2 separate regions of the Sus scrofa genome follow, and region 1 is linked to region 2. The links are chromatin contacts, called in public Hi-C maps. All regions are on one chromosome and are shown on one strand. The core of a region is the stretch at or near the end of the contact, and the rest is flanking DNA. Distances in the headings are between cores, read along the strand shown. Region 1 has its middle 700 kb from the start of CCDC82. Region 2 overlaps LOC110255421 (a long non-coding RNA gene).

What was found. A called contact is a pair of places that touch in the nucleus more often than the background predicts.
Region 1: a Hi-C map of epiblast stem cells shows a contact between it and region 2, with 1.6 times the contacts expected there. The contact joins two enhancer-like sites. A contact is called at or near these places in 5 of 47 Hi-C or Micro-C datasets (embryonic fibroblasts, epiblast stem cells, fetal liver and 2 more).

The regions. Positions count from the first base shown.
Region 1 is chr9:29,100,650-29,107,754 of Sscrofa11.1, reverse strand. No RefSeq gene overlaps it. Among named protein-coding and RNA genes, the nearest start is that of CCDC82, 700 kb to the right of the region's middle. Within about 2 kb of position 4,469, at least 7 of the 83 cell types and tissues checked have an H3K27ac peak or open chromatin away from gene starts, as enhancers often do. A contact at or near this core is called in epiblast stem cells, where this site is marked.
Region 2 is chr9:28,741,464-28,748,200 of Sscrofa11.1, reverse strand. All of the region lies in intron 1 of LOC110255421 (a long non-coding RNA gene), which reads right to left. Among named protein-coding and RNA genes, the nearest start is that of CCDC82, 340 kb to the right of the region's middle. Within about 2 kb of position 2,925, at least 2 of the 83 cell types and tissues checked have an H3K27ac peak or open chromatin away from gene starts, as enhancers often do. A contact at or near this core is called in epiblast stem cells, where this site is marked.

The DNA.
Region 1 (7,105 bases), core at 3,220-5,719, 360 kb before region 2:
TCTTCACCCAATTACCATCATCTCTTACCTGCATTATTGCACAAGCCTCTACATTAATCTTGCTTTTAATGCTCTTCCTCATTACAGTCTAATTTCAACATAGTTAACAGAGTAATCCTATGAAAACAGACTTCCAAATGGATTTTCCTTGCTCAGAGTAAAAGCTAATGTCCTCATAGCAATGTACACATCTATATATCTAACCTTCCGATTGCTTCTCAAATGTCATCTTCTACTAATATATTTGCTTTTATTGATTACTAGAAAAATAACACTCTTGGTGTTCTGTGCTCAATGGAGGAATGGTGCTGCATAAGAATAGTCTGATTAGAATCCTCTTCTGAAAATATTTAGGTGACTCCCCCCCTTCCTGCCATTAGGTCTTGGTTCAAATACCTATTTTCTCAGTGAGGCCTCTTCTTACCCACCCTAGTTTAAGTCATAATGCTTCTAATCTGTCTACTTGTCATAGTTTATTTCTCTCAATACATCTTATCACCATCTCACATACTATATAGATTATTTGCATTGTTTCTCATGTATTGCTCTCCATTAAGACAAAAGCTCCACTAGGCTAGAAATTTGTTTGTTTCATTTGTTTCTGTATCTTCAGAATCAAGAACAGTGGACCAGAACATAGGAGGGGCTTGGTGAATAATATTACTCATATTTAAACAAATATTTTCTTCTTCATTTAGCTCTAAGAGAACAAATAGAATGAGAATAAGATCAGGGGTTATGTCCCCTTCCAGATCAATTGTATATCTTTCAGCAATGAATGTATTTGTTCATTCATTTTTCATTCAAGAAGCATTTATTCCTTGATTACTAGGATCAAGTTATTCTCATAGATATCATGAGAGATACAGCAAAGAAAAAGACTCAGTTTGGATTTTCAAAGATTCATCACTGGTGGGGAGTTAAAAATTACAAACTGAAGACAAAACCAGAAAGACATAGTAAGTAACACAATAAAAGTGAAAGTGAGTAAGCTTTACATGTAGAGAATAATTTATTTAAAATAATTTAATAGAAGTAATGTTGAACATTTCTCTTCTATGAGCCTCCATTCAGTCAACCTCTAAATCAGGGGTTATGTTTACTTTCCACTTCCTCCCAAGGACAGGCTCTTGAATAATAAATTAATTACTATGAGCTCCGGAAAAATTAGGTGGCTCGTGACCTTAACATAGACAAGATGTGACAATTCATTTATATTTAGCCATGATGCAAGTTAATATTATTCCTATGTTCCTTGTTAGAGAAAGGCAAGATATGTCAAACACTATCAAATACAAAAATATTGCTATATGGGTCTAAGAGCACTTTTTTTCTCCAAATGGAGTAAATCATTTCCACATAATATTTTCTGTTGTTCTCTCAAGATGGATAGAGGCTGCTGGCATCATGGATTTATCTTTTCTTAGACTCACTGGGGCCAAAAATAATACTGCTAACTTAGGCCATCCCTCTTGTAAATATTCATCATCGTGCCACAAGTTAGATCCAAGGACAGAGAGTAGATGGACCAGGACCAATCCATCACTTTTACTCAAAGCAGCATATATCCTGTGGACTGCAAGTAGCAGCATTTTATTTAGATATGGAGGTGGGCATTAATGTTACTGAAATGCTCACTATTATTGGGAGCATAATTTAATGTGGTTTATGTAGATTTCCTTTATAGTTTTATGCCCCAAACTTCCAAATATCACATAAAATATATGGATAATAGGAGAGCATGCATTCATTAAGTTAATAGTGAGAGTCTATAATTGCCAGTAAAAGCAAATCAGTTAGATTAAATGGTTACAATATAGTCATATAGAAAATTAATTCCAACAGTGATAATCATTATTATCTGAAATCCATCATTAGGAGAGAAGCATGCGGGAATATTAAAAAAATTTTCTTTAAAAACCTCTGCACATGCTCAAACTCATGGTCTTCCCTATTTTCACCTCCATTACCCTAGTCCACTGTGAATGTGGTTCATCTTTCAGTGAGAGAGAAGTAACTGTCATATTTCCCATTATTAGGTAGATGCACAAAGTAGGGGAAAATTACCTTCTGTTAGGCTATGTAGTAGAAACTGCGTCAGGTTAAAAATCTGCTCAGGCATCTATTCTATTTGTTTCAGTTACTAACTGTGTGATCTCAGGAAAATCATTAAATTTGATAGAGATTTTATTTCCTTCACTGGAAATTGGGCTAAAAATATGTGCCCTACCCATCTTAAAAGATTATAAAATTCAACATAATAGTATATTTGAAATTTTTTATTTTACAACCATAAAACTATTGGGATGTAAAACACTTTTTATTGCATCACGCTAAGCTTTGGTATTAATTGCCATTACTTTTTAGATTAATGCAATGTAGTTTAAACCATGCTATCAAAATCAACTTATCAAATAACTCTGATTCAGGATCATAACTGAGAACCCTCAATATATCAAACATTTATAGCCTAATAGTTACTGCACTTACCTTTTCCTCATCTTGACTCTTTATTAAGAATTATACTTTAATTTTGACTTTTAATCCCTGAATTTCTATTCTTTCTCTAATCTTCATCCTGGTGATTTCATTCATGCTTACAACTTCACTGTCAATTTTTGTGGGCTGACTGACTATTATGCACAGGGCAACATTATAATTACCAATATTTAACTTGGATGAAGTCAAATTATTTTCCTCAAACTTTACACTTATTTTTGATTTTGGGGGCTCGACATTATGAAGTCTCTGTTTGTTTGTTGGCATCTCTTTGTTCCTCACCTCTTCTACCTAATCAATCTCTTACACACCTTGTTCAGATCCTATTTTCACTGTGGCTTACTCTGGCAAGCACTCTGGGAATATCTTCATCAGTAAAATATATTACCCAATTCTATATACATGGCTTTACTTGCCTGTCTTTTGGACTTTTAGCTGAAGAGACCTTTAAATCTCCTGATTATACCACAAGGCTTGGTACAAATTATCTGCTCAGTAGATGCCTGATGAATTAATGCACAAATGATTCAATCATTTTCTTTTAGATTCCTTATTTAACTGACATTCATCCTTCTGTATTGCTTTTTGTTTTGTTTTGTTTTGATTGGCTTTTTTTTCTGCAGTTAAATTTTAAGTGAGCTTAAACCTAGTGCCAGATGGATAAAGTGTGTTTTGCTCATGTTGGGGGAAGCAGAATGCATTTATTTCAAATGATTTTGTCAAATTCAGATAGTGTTCTTTGAATCAAATTCAAGTTTTCTGAAACACACCCCTAGTTCTATTCACATGTCCATGCATTAAATCTTCATTTTCAAATAATTTCTGTTAGGATATCAATTACACAAAATAAAATACACACAACTTAGGGGAACAGTTTGATGAGTTCTGACAAGGTGATACACCCATTTCACCAACTTAAAAATGAAGACAGAGAACATTTCTAACACCCCAGTTTGCTTCCTGTGACTTTGCTCTCAGTCCTATCCCATTCTTGGTACTAACCAACGAGTTAACTATGAACCATCACTTCTGACTTAGGTCCAAGTGGAAAATGTTAGAAGAAGGGGCTCCTGAAATGTCGCTCCAGCACTTTCTATTGAGAAAGTGTAATACTGTGCTTACTTTAAAGGTAAAATATTTAATGATATTCCATTTTTTATTATAGTGCATAAGACGAAGGGTGTGTTCAGAGTTGAGAGACAATAAGTTGATAAATGACACATGAAATGTGTCTGTTTAATTTATAAAAAGCTATCAAAATTGGTTTGAATGTGGTTGTGGGGGTCTAATCAAGATGGCAGAATGAAAAGACGTGGTGCTCACCCGCTCCCACAAATACATCTACATGCAGAACAGTTTTCCCAGAATACCTACTGAGCACTGGCAGAAGATCCCAGACAACCAAAATCACAAGAAAGGTTACCATGTAACCAGTTAGGACAAAGAAAATAAATGAATAAATAAAAACAGGAATGGAAATGGGACCTGCACCCCAGCAGGGAGCTGTAAAAGAGGAAAGGGTCCCTCACTCTGGGAAGCCCCTTCACTGACTAGGAGAACAGCCACAATAGGAGTTCCCACCGAGGCTCAGTGGAAACGAATCCAACTAGTATCCATAAGGATACAGGTTCAATCCCTGGCCTCGCTCAGTGGGTCAGGGATCCCACGTTACCATGAGCTGTGGTGTAGTTCACAGGTGCAACTTGGATCCAACATTGCTGGGGTGTAGGCCAGCAGCTGTAGATCCGATTCCATCCCTAGCCTGGGAACTTCCATATGTTAAAGGTGTGGCCCTAAAAAGACAAAAGAAGGAAAGCAAGCAAGCAAGCAAAGCAAAGCAAAGCAAAGCAACTTTAAGGCTCAGAGGCGAGGGCAGCAATCAGCTTATGGCAGGCAGAGCAGAGAGGGAGCAGCACACACTGTCCTCTGTACCACCTCCATGCATCCCCAGCCTGAGTCTCCAGTCTGTTGGTATGTTCAGGGGCTAGATGCTGAAATTGGGCATCTATGGGCAGAGCTGGGAGAGCGGTGGGGTTGGCTACAAGGAGACAGCTTGAAGGGGATGGAGAGTGGCACAGGCTGTATCTGGACGTGTACACTGACAGAACCCAGGCCCACCATAGAAGCACCATTGTTAATACACATGTAAAGGGAAGGACAGCACCCTCTCCCCCCAGCAGGCTCTGGGAGCTCACAAGTGCTGGTGAGTTTCACACATGCTGAGACAGGGCTGAAACCAGAGCTGATCCCCAGGGGCCACTTGACTTAGGAAGCAGGACTGAAATCTGAGCCCTCTCTCTGCAGCTGTGTGATCTGAGGATTTAAGCTGCCACCAACAGGGCCTTTGTAAAATCAGTGACTTCCAGATATCCATGTGAATTAAGAGTGTTCTTGTGGCTGGAGCAGGTCTGGCAATAGCAGTTGTGGGCTTTGCAAGTGCACACACACCAAGGCTGGACTGTTTTCATATCTCTCATGGCGGGTCCAGGTGTACAACCTAGTACCTGTGTCATCCTAGTACCTAACTTCAGTGGGTCTGTGCCTATAAATAGGGGCTTTTACTCCAACTGGGGAGCAGGCCTTGCCCCTGATAGGTCTGTGACAATCACAGAACAAAGAGGGGGCCCTGTTCAATAATTAGTGTAGGATCTGGTCACCACACCACCAGTCACATACTCTGTCAAGGGAATAATAACTAGCACACACTGAGTAAAGATGCAGCAGGCATCCATGCTAAAAACAGCCCTTGCACCAAAAATATTAGACTCATGCAGGCTATACAGGGATGCTCCCACATAAAATCTGCCCTCTAAGACCACAATAGATAACTGTTTCTTCTAAACTTACAGAGTTAGAGAAATATAAGTAGAATGAAGAAGCAGAGGAACCACTCCCAAATAAAAGATCAAGAGAATTCCCCTAAAAGAACAATGTTTCAGTATAATAGGCTCCAAGTTCAAAAAGGAGGTAATAAGAATACAGAAAGAATTAAGAAAGGCTATCGATAGAAATGCAAGTTACTGTGAAAAAGGACTAGAATCTATAAAGAGGAGGCAATCAAAACTGGAAAACTCATTTGCTGAGATGAAAGCCAAACTAAAAGCAATAAATGGCAAACTGGATAATGCAGAAGAATGAATATATGATCTGGAAGATAGAATGGAAATCACCCAATCAGAACAGCAGACAGAAAGACACGAAAAAAATGAAAGCAGTATATAAGGCCTTTGGGATAATATAAAGCACACCAATCTATTCATAACAGGAATCTCAGAAGGAGAAGAAAGATAAAAGGGTATCAAAATTGTATTTGAATAAATTATGACTGCAAACTTTCCAAACCTAAAGAAGAAAGCAGATATCCAGGTATAGTAAGCACAGAGAGTCCCATACAAGATAAACCTAAACAGACCTACATCAAGACACATTATCATTAAAATAGAAAAAGTTAAAGATAAAGAGAAGATTCCACAGGCAGTAAGAGTTAATTTGTGGCAGAGATGGAGGCTATGTGCTAGTTCAACAGCATGGGGTCCATCCTATCAAGGCTGATCCAACTACTGCCGCTGCCAGCAACAGAGAGAAATACTGAGCCCCAGACATGACACAATTCCCAGGAAGACCTGAAGACATTTTTAATATGACCTCTTCCAACCTGGAGAATGTAGCAACTCACCCTTACCCTAAAAGAAATTGCTACTTCAAAATGAGTTTGCCTTCCACCAATGGTACTGACATATGATATATGGTAATTTATATGCTGATATCTTATCCGATGTGATACTGCCCCAGCTTAAAAGACAATGTATGGCAAAGGAAGAGCATTTTAATAGCTGCAAGTGCCTTATCATATACAAGAAACACCAGGACCAACACAACAGTGCAATACTCTATTAAGGCTCAGTCAGGATGTCAGCTTGGAGACAGCAACACGGTAGGGTCAGGATATTCTCCTTCAGGGTATGGTAAATATGCCAAACCAACAGCTAATATATGGTGCTATTTCTCCAACAGGGAGAATTCACTAATTTGTGAATTCAGAGGTAAAATTTGATTTGGCCTTTTCTTGTAGTTTCTATTGGTAATGTAATAAGGACTCTGACTCCATTTTTTAATGTTTGACACTTAATGAAAGCTACTTTGTTCAGAAATGCTAGAAGGCTATGCCCAATTCCTGGACTGTCTCTCAGCCAGTGACTGAACAAAATGGGGTATAGAGGTTCAGCCTAAATAAGACAACTTTGTAGTACCATTCATTCTTCAGAATTTTCCATTGGGTCAGGTTAAGACTTGACCTAAGCCAAACCCATTATCTTTGCCTAACTTCTTTCTCTGCTTATTCTGATTCCTTCACTCCCTTTCATGTTTCATATTACGAATACACAATCAGGAGTTCCCACTGTGGCTCAGCGGGCTAGGAACCCAACATAGTGTCTGTGAGGATTCAGGTTTGATCCTGGCCTCACTCAGTGAGTTAAGAATCCAGCATAGGTTGCAGATGTTCCTCAGATCGGGTGTTGCTGTTGCTATGGCTGTGGCATAGGCCAGCAGCTGCAGCTCCAATTCGACCCCTAGTCTGGGAACTTCCATATGCTGTAGGTGTGGC
Region 2 (6,737 bases), core at 1,676-4,175:
CAGTGACCAATAACTGCTATATAAACGAGTACATAGAGCAAAGCCTTCCAAATATAGGCAGCTAGATGTTCTCAGGTAAAGCAAGGAAATACTTTTTCATTTCCAAACTATATGTGTATTACGTTCTTTGCAGAAAAGTGTTAATTCTTAGCTCTGTAAAAAAAATCTTAACATCAGTTCAAGTGATACTGACACAAAGAGGATGCGTTAATAATGTCATTCAGGACAGCAGATGAGTAAAGAAAAATAACAGGGAATTTCCCAAATATTATTATAAAACATGCACAACGATTTTTGCAAAGGTAATTGATTCCTTTTTAAACTAATGGCCATAAAATGTTTCATGCTACGTCAGATTTATATTATAGAAGATGAAGCAATGTGCTTATTACTGCTTAGAAAACAATGTACAGTTCATTCTCTAGGAGTTTGTCCTGCTCTGGTCTTCATTCAACAGAGGTAAGACATATGGGAATATGACATACTAAATTACCAAATTCACTCATCAGAATATAAATTGCCTCATAAATGCCCACACTGATCTTTTGATTGGCAGATAGTACCGTGCAAGCTGGTCAGAACTGGTGAGCATCAAATGTTAGGAAATGAATGATATCTGATGAAGCCTAGATTCTTTAATTTTATTAAATTTCCATTGGCAGAGACTATAACTTATCCATCTCCTAAGAAACCTATTCCTGTCCTTTACCCCTTACATATTTGTTTAATAGTTTTCCTCTCAAGGAAGTTTAACCAAAATAACCATTTTTGCAACATATTTCCAATGAAAGTAATGTTACTTTAGCTGAAGAAGCAGTGAAGCCAGCTATCCATTGTACAATAACCAAGAAAGCTATTAAAGTGATCACTTATAATGATAATAACAATAAAACATCTGCCATGCAAGTCAAGATTTACTTAGCTGTACATAAATTAGAGTTCCAGAACAATTTGAAATGAGAAAGAAAGGGACAATCCGTAATCCACTGATCATAAACAGAAACAAAATGTTAAGTTTTAGCCTTGACCCAAATTTGCTATCTAATTTATTTACTATCTTTTCCCACTAGAATTAGAGGATTCAGCTTTATTAAAACCTAATTAGAATTTTTATCCTCCTCTGACCTATGTTTTTATGCTTGTTTCCTAGTGGACTATTGACCGAAGCTAATTGGCAAGAATTTCTATGAAACACAAATCCTTTACAAACCCTAGCATCCATAAAAATCAACTGAGGTTATCTGTTAAGTGCCTCTTAAGAATATGGTCTACTGAGCATCACTTTCAGAGATTCCAATTTGGTTGTTCAAAGTACAGTTCTGGAAAATGTTTAAAGCAGTCCCTTCTAAATAGGTGGTCCATATCAAACACATTCAGAAACATTGTATGAAGAGCAGCTCTTAAGTACTGGCTGTGTGTAAACAGAGACTTAATGCAAGTAAATGCCAAGAGTCACTTTTCAGGCTTTCCTAACTTAGATTGTCTCCAAATCTCCATAAATTCCTCAATGCTGAGAGAATAAAGAAGAATAAATTCAAACTAGGGGGAATAATCCATACAAAATTCAACTTATTTACCATGGAAGACACTTTTTTTGAATTTGCTCTATTAGATGTGGGGCCCATAAGATGGCTATTTGACTGATGTCACCATGAAAACCTACTCTGCAAAAGCAGATGCAGTCATTGTACATCATGTTACCTTTAGGAAACTTCCCATTATTTTGTACTCACCTCCAATAATTAAGATGATATAGTTTGGAAAAAAGTAGAGCCAAAGGCTATAAAAAAATCTATGATTAGAATTTCTCCACAATGTTTACTACCCATTTTCTGTCTGATAGATTATAAGAAGCAGTCAAAGAAAAATAAATGTTCCATTTAAATTAGCATAAAAGAGCAGGCAATAATAGCCTTAAAAGACCGAAAATAAAAAGCAGTAACAATCCAAGCAGACCTCCAAATAACAAGAACTATAAACAATATTTGTTTACTGAATCTTATTATATATGATCTTATCTGAGTTTCACAATAATTCTGTAAGGATAGGAATATCTGTATTTATCCTAAGAGAAACTAAAGCTCACAGCAATTGGGAGCTGTGCATTATATTATAATTATATTATATCATAATGTTATATAATTATTAGAATTATAACAGAACATAATTAGTAAGAACAATAAATTGCATCTAGATTTCCCAGTTTCATATTTTATAGCAACCCATTTCAAGGTCTTAAAATTTCTAAACATCCAAAGCAATAATTCTTAATTTCAATGGTATAACTCACCAGTAAGAATGTATTTCATAAATAATTTGTGAATAATTTACTTTTTAAATGTTTTATGGACGATTCAATGTGATTCTATTTTAATGGTAGTCTCAATTTCATACATGGATATGTTTTCTTTATTGGCGGAAGAAAAGATGGATATGCAATTACAGAGAAAGGAAATGCAGACAGCTCAGATCAAACCTACCCTAGAGAGCCTTCCAGAAGGCAGAACAGGTACCCTGATATAGCTTCATACGTCCACTTAACGTTTAGAATGAGTACTTACACTAACAATAAAATTATTCAAAGCTGTACCTTTTGACATAAAGAATAAATAACTAAAATCATCGCCATCATCCTAAAGAGGAAAAAGACTTTCCTCCTCATTGCAGGTTACCACCTAGCTTCAAAACTTGGGCAGGACTCTGCCAGTATTTTTGCTTTCCCAAAGTTTCTCCCCAGGTTTCCAACAGAAAAGCAGAGCACCTAGTGTTTGCCACATGTTAGGTGTTCAATAAATACTGATTGCATTCTTGACTGAAAGATTTCATTGACTTTCCAAGGGATAGGAAGAGTACAATGAGGAGAAGATTGATGTTTTTAAACCTTTCATTTACAAACATGAGGACACTGAGGCTTGAGGAAACTGGATAAGGTCACACAGCTTGAAAGGATGGAATTGCGATCTGATCCCAAGTGACCAGACACCACAATCCACATTCTTAACTACTGCATTGTATTTTCTTTCTGTTGTTTATTTACTCTTCTGTTCTCTGAATTGTTTAAGCTGGCGTAATCCTCCCTGAAGAGAAAATATGAGGGATAGCTTTGAAGGGTTTCAAACAGTTTTCAAAGAGCAAAGCCAAGTCACAGAATGACAGAATGGTAAAATAATCTAAGAAATCATCCAATCCAGACACATCAGAATCCATTTTGGAGCCATTATATAAAAGAGCAATAGCCTCTGTAAATTAAGCTGCTTATTCAATAGAGCAAGTCAGTGACCACACAGAAACTCAGAACTAAGGTCACCTGTCAATTAGTTAAAAATCACTATCCTCAGGTCTCCATGGGCCTTGATTTATACACTAGTAATAGTGGATCAAATATGGAATTCATGTATATATCAATAATAGATACCCTAAAGTTTCAACTTAATCTTTAGTTGCTCCTATTGGCTATGGTGTTGGAGATTTTTTTACAATACAGAATCTAGACCCTACCCCCCCCCATATGTAATAATAAAGACACACCCTCTACCCTGAACAACCATATATTAAACAAATGTAGGGGTCTGAAGAATTTAACACACTACACTTTGATGAAAATGCAGCATCTTTGTTTCCCACTAACTAACCATAGCTTCCTCCTGAGCCTTTTACACATGGAATAGCGAGAACACAGAGGGAGAACACCACTTTAAGTTTGCTGAAAAATAACATTTCATGTGTATTCAGTTTAAATAATCTCCCCTGTTCAGTCCTTTGGGTAAACTATTAGTCTTTCAGCTTTCTTCCCTCTCTCTTACCCTTCTCCAAAATGGTGTAAGATGGAATCTGGGACTGTAAAGTACTCTGCGTCATTATAAATGCAGGGGGAAAGTGGCCATTTAGTCCATGCTGTGTATTCTGAAACTTTGACAGTCTCAGTAACAGAGGGGCTGGTCTCTTCTCTTTCGAGGACTGGCCTTTTAAGGCTGTGCCTCTGTCAGTCACCACCTGAAGCTGAGGGTCTGAAATGCACTGGACCTTTAGCCCTGGACCTATGCAATGTGAACTGCAGATTCTCCAAGCTCTCTCCTGCATGACCTCTCCAGGTCCCAAAGAAATGTCTGAATTTAGCATTAACCACAGAGCCACACAGTGGAAGCAGAGACCTGATGGAGCTCACTATTCTCAACTGCCTAACCTCAGCTGACACTGTGTTCTCATCTTGTACCTGTCAGAAGACATATCCTGCTGATCCTCTCCTGGAAACCTAAGTCTCTCCCGTACTCTGCCCGGGGACATATCCTCAGCTTTCATTCCAATGTGGAGAAAGCAGAGCCACTAATTCCTGATACTCTCCCCATATCTCACTGCCCTTCACGCCACAATCCCCTAGGAGGACTTCTCACCCATGCCTATGAGGGAGAAGTTTCTAAGATATATCTCCAATTTTCTCCACCTCTAAGGTATTGCTGAATTTATTTTATTTCATTTATGTTATGTTTTGCTTTTCAGGAGTGCACTTTGTGGCATATGGAAGTTCCCAGGCTAGAGTTCGAACCAGAGCTGCAGCTACTGGCCTACTTCACAGCTACAGCAACTTGGGATCCAAGCCATATCTGTGACCCCCACCACAGCTCATAGCAGCGCCGAATTCTCAACCCACTGAGCAAGGCCAGAGATTCGTTTCCACTGTGCCACAAGGAAGGTTGTTCTTGTTGTTGTTTTTGTTGTTGTTGAATTTTATGATGGGGTCTCTCAGGGGTATTTCTTAATATATCCTCTTCTCTCCCCCAGTTCAGCTGATTTTCATGAATATGATCTCAAGGATGTGAAATACCACTCTGGATGTTGCAAAGAAAACATTGACTTTATTTAGCATTCTTGATAACACAGTCACAACCAAGCACCAAGTTAAGCATTTACCTCTGGCTAAAGAGACGAAGATCAGGAAAAAAGAAATGGAAAAAAAACTACATTGATGTCTTTCAGAAATAATATTGCTTTCATCATAAGGAATCGACTTAAATTTCAGGCTACAGGAGTCAAAGTGAGGAGAAATCATGATTAGTTTGTACTTCATGAAGCTTTATCTAAAAAGCCATGAACTGGCCCAATAGCTAAGTTTCCAATGTTTGCAAAAGTCTGTAAATGTCAAGACCAGCTGGACATTTTCCTGGCCTTGTGATCACATTTGCCCCTTCACTAAGAGGATAAAATCCTTCACCTGAAGTGTTGCTGAATCTCCCAGACCTGAAACAATTAGGTCCCAGAAATTAATAACTGCTAGATAGTATATTTGACTCCCTTCCCTTCAGGTCTTCACATGAAATGTAAAATTTCCACTCTTATTCTGCACAAAAGATAAAGATATGCAAGTGCGTAAGTATCTTTATGAAAGCTCATTACCTGGACTTTGTTTGCTGTTAGCAGGTTTCAGACAGAAATTTTGCAGTTTAAATGAATCAGAACATGAAGAATTTCCATCATCTCAGTAAAAAAAAGGTCACGTTTTGTATTATTTCAAAGAATCATCACTGAAGCCCCCTTTCCTTAAATAAAGTGAATTTAATTTTACAAACGCAGTTTTTCAGGTAAAAAATTATGTGAGTTTTTTCTGCATTAAAGTCTTTTTAGCAGAAAGGATACACTTAATAAAAATTTTACATTGAAACTGTCAAATATTTGAGCTCAAGGTTACAATTTCCAGTAGTGAAGGCTAGTGCAGATCTGTTGATTTAACATATACGACCTGATGTACGTGCTCAGCATTGAAAAGAGTAACATCATGTGCCTGTTGGCCATCTGTACATCTTCCTTGGAAAAATGTCTATTCAGGTCTTTTGCACATTTTTTAATTGGGTTGTTGGCTTTTTTGCTGTTGAGTTGTAGGAGTTGCTTCTATATATATGAGAGATTAAGCCCTTGTCAGTTGCATCATTTGAAACTATTTTCTCCCATACAGTAAATTGTCTTTTTGTTTTCTTTTGGGTTTATTTGCTGTGCAAAAGCTGATCAGTTTGATTAGGTCCCACTGGTTTATTTTTGCTTTTATTTCTGTTGCTTTGGGAGACTGACCTGAGAAAATATTCATAGTGTTGATGTCAGAGAATGTTTTGCCTATGTTCTCTTCCAGGAGTTTGATGGTGTCTGGTCTTATATTTAAGTCTTTCAGCCATTCTGAGTTTATTTTTATGCATGGCATGAGTGTGTCTTCTAGTTTCACTGATTTGCATGCAGCTGTCCAGGTTTCCCATTAATACTTGCTGAAAAGACTGTCTTTTTCCTGATTTATGTTCTCACCTCCTTTGTCACAGATTAATTGATCATAGGTGTCTGGGTTTATTTCTGGGTTCTCTATTCTGTTCCAGTGGTCGGTATGTCTGTTTTGAAACCAGTACCACACGGTCTGGATGACTGTGGCTTTGTAATATTCCCTGAAATCTGGGAGAGAGATGTCTCCTGCTTGGTTTTTGATCCTCATAATTGCTCTGGCAATTCTGGATCTTTTATGATTCCATATAAAGTTTTGGATTTTTGTTCTAGTTTTGTAAAAAATATCATGGGTACTTTGATAGGGATTGCATTGACTCTGTAGATCGGTTTGGGTAGTATGGCCCTTTTTACAGTATTAATTTTTCCAACCCAGGAGCATGGAATATCTCTCCATTTCTTTGAATGCTCTTTAATTTACTTGATTAATATTTTATAGTTCTTGGCATATAAGTCCTTTACCTCCTTGGTCAGGTGTATTC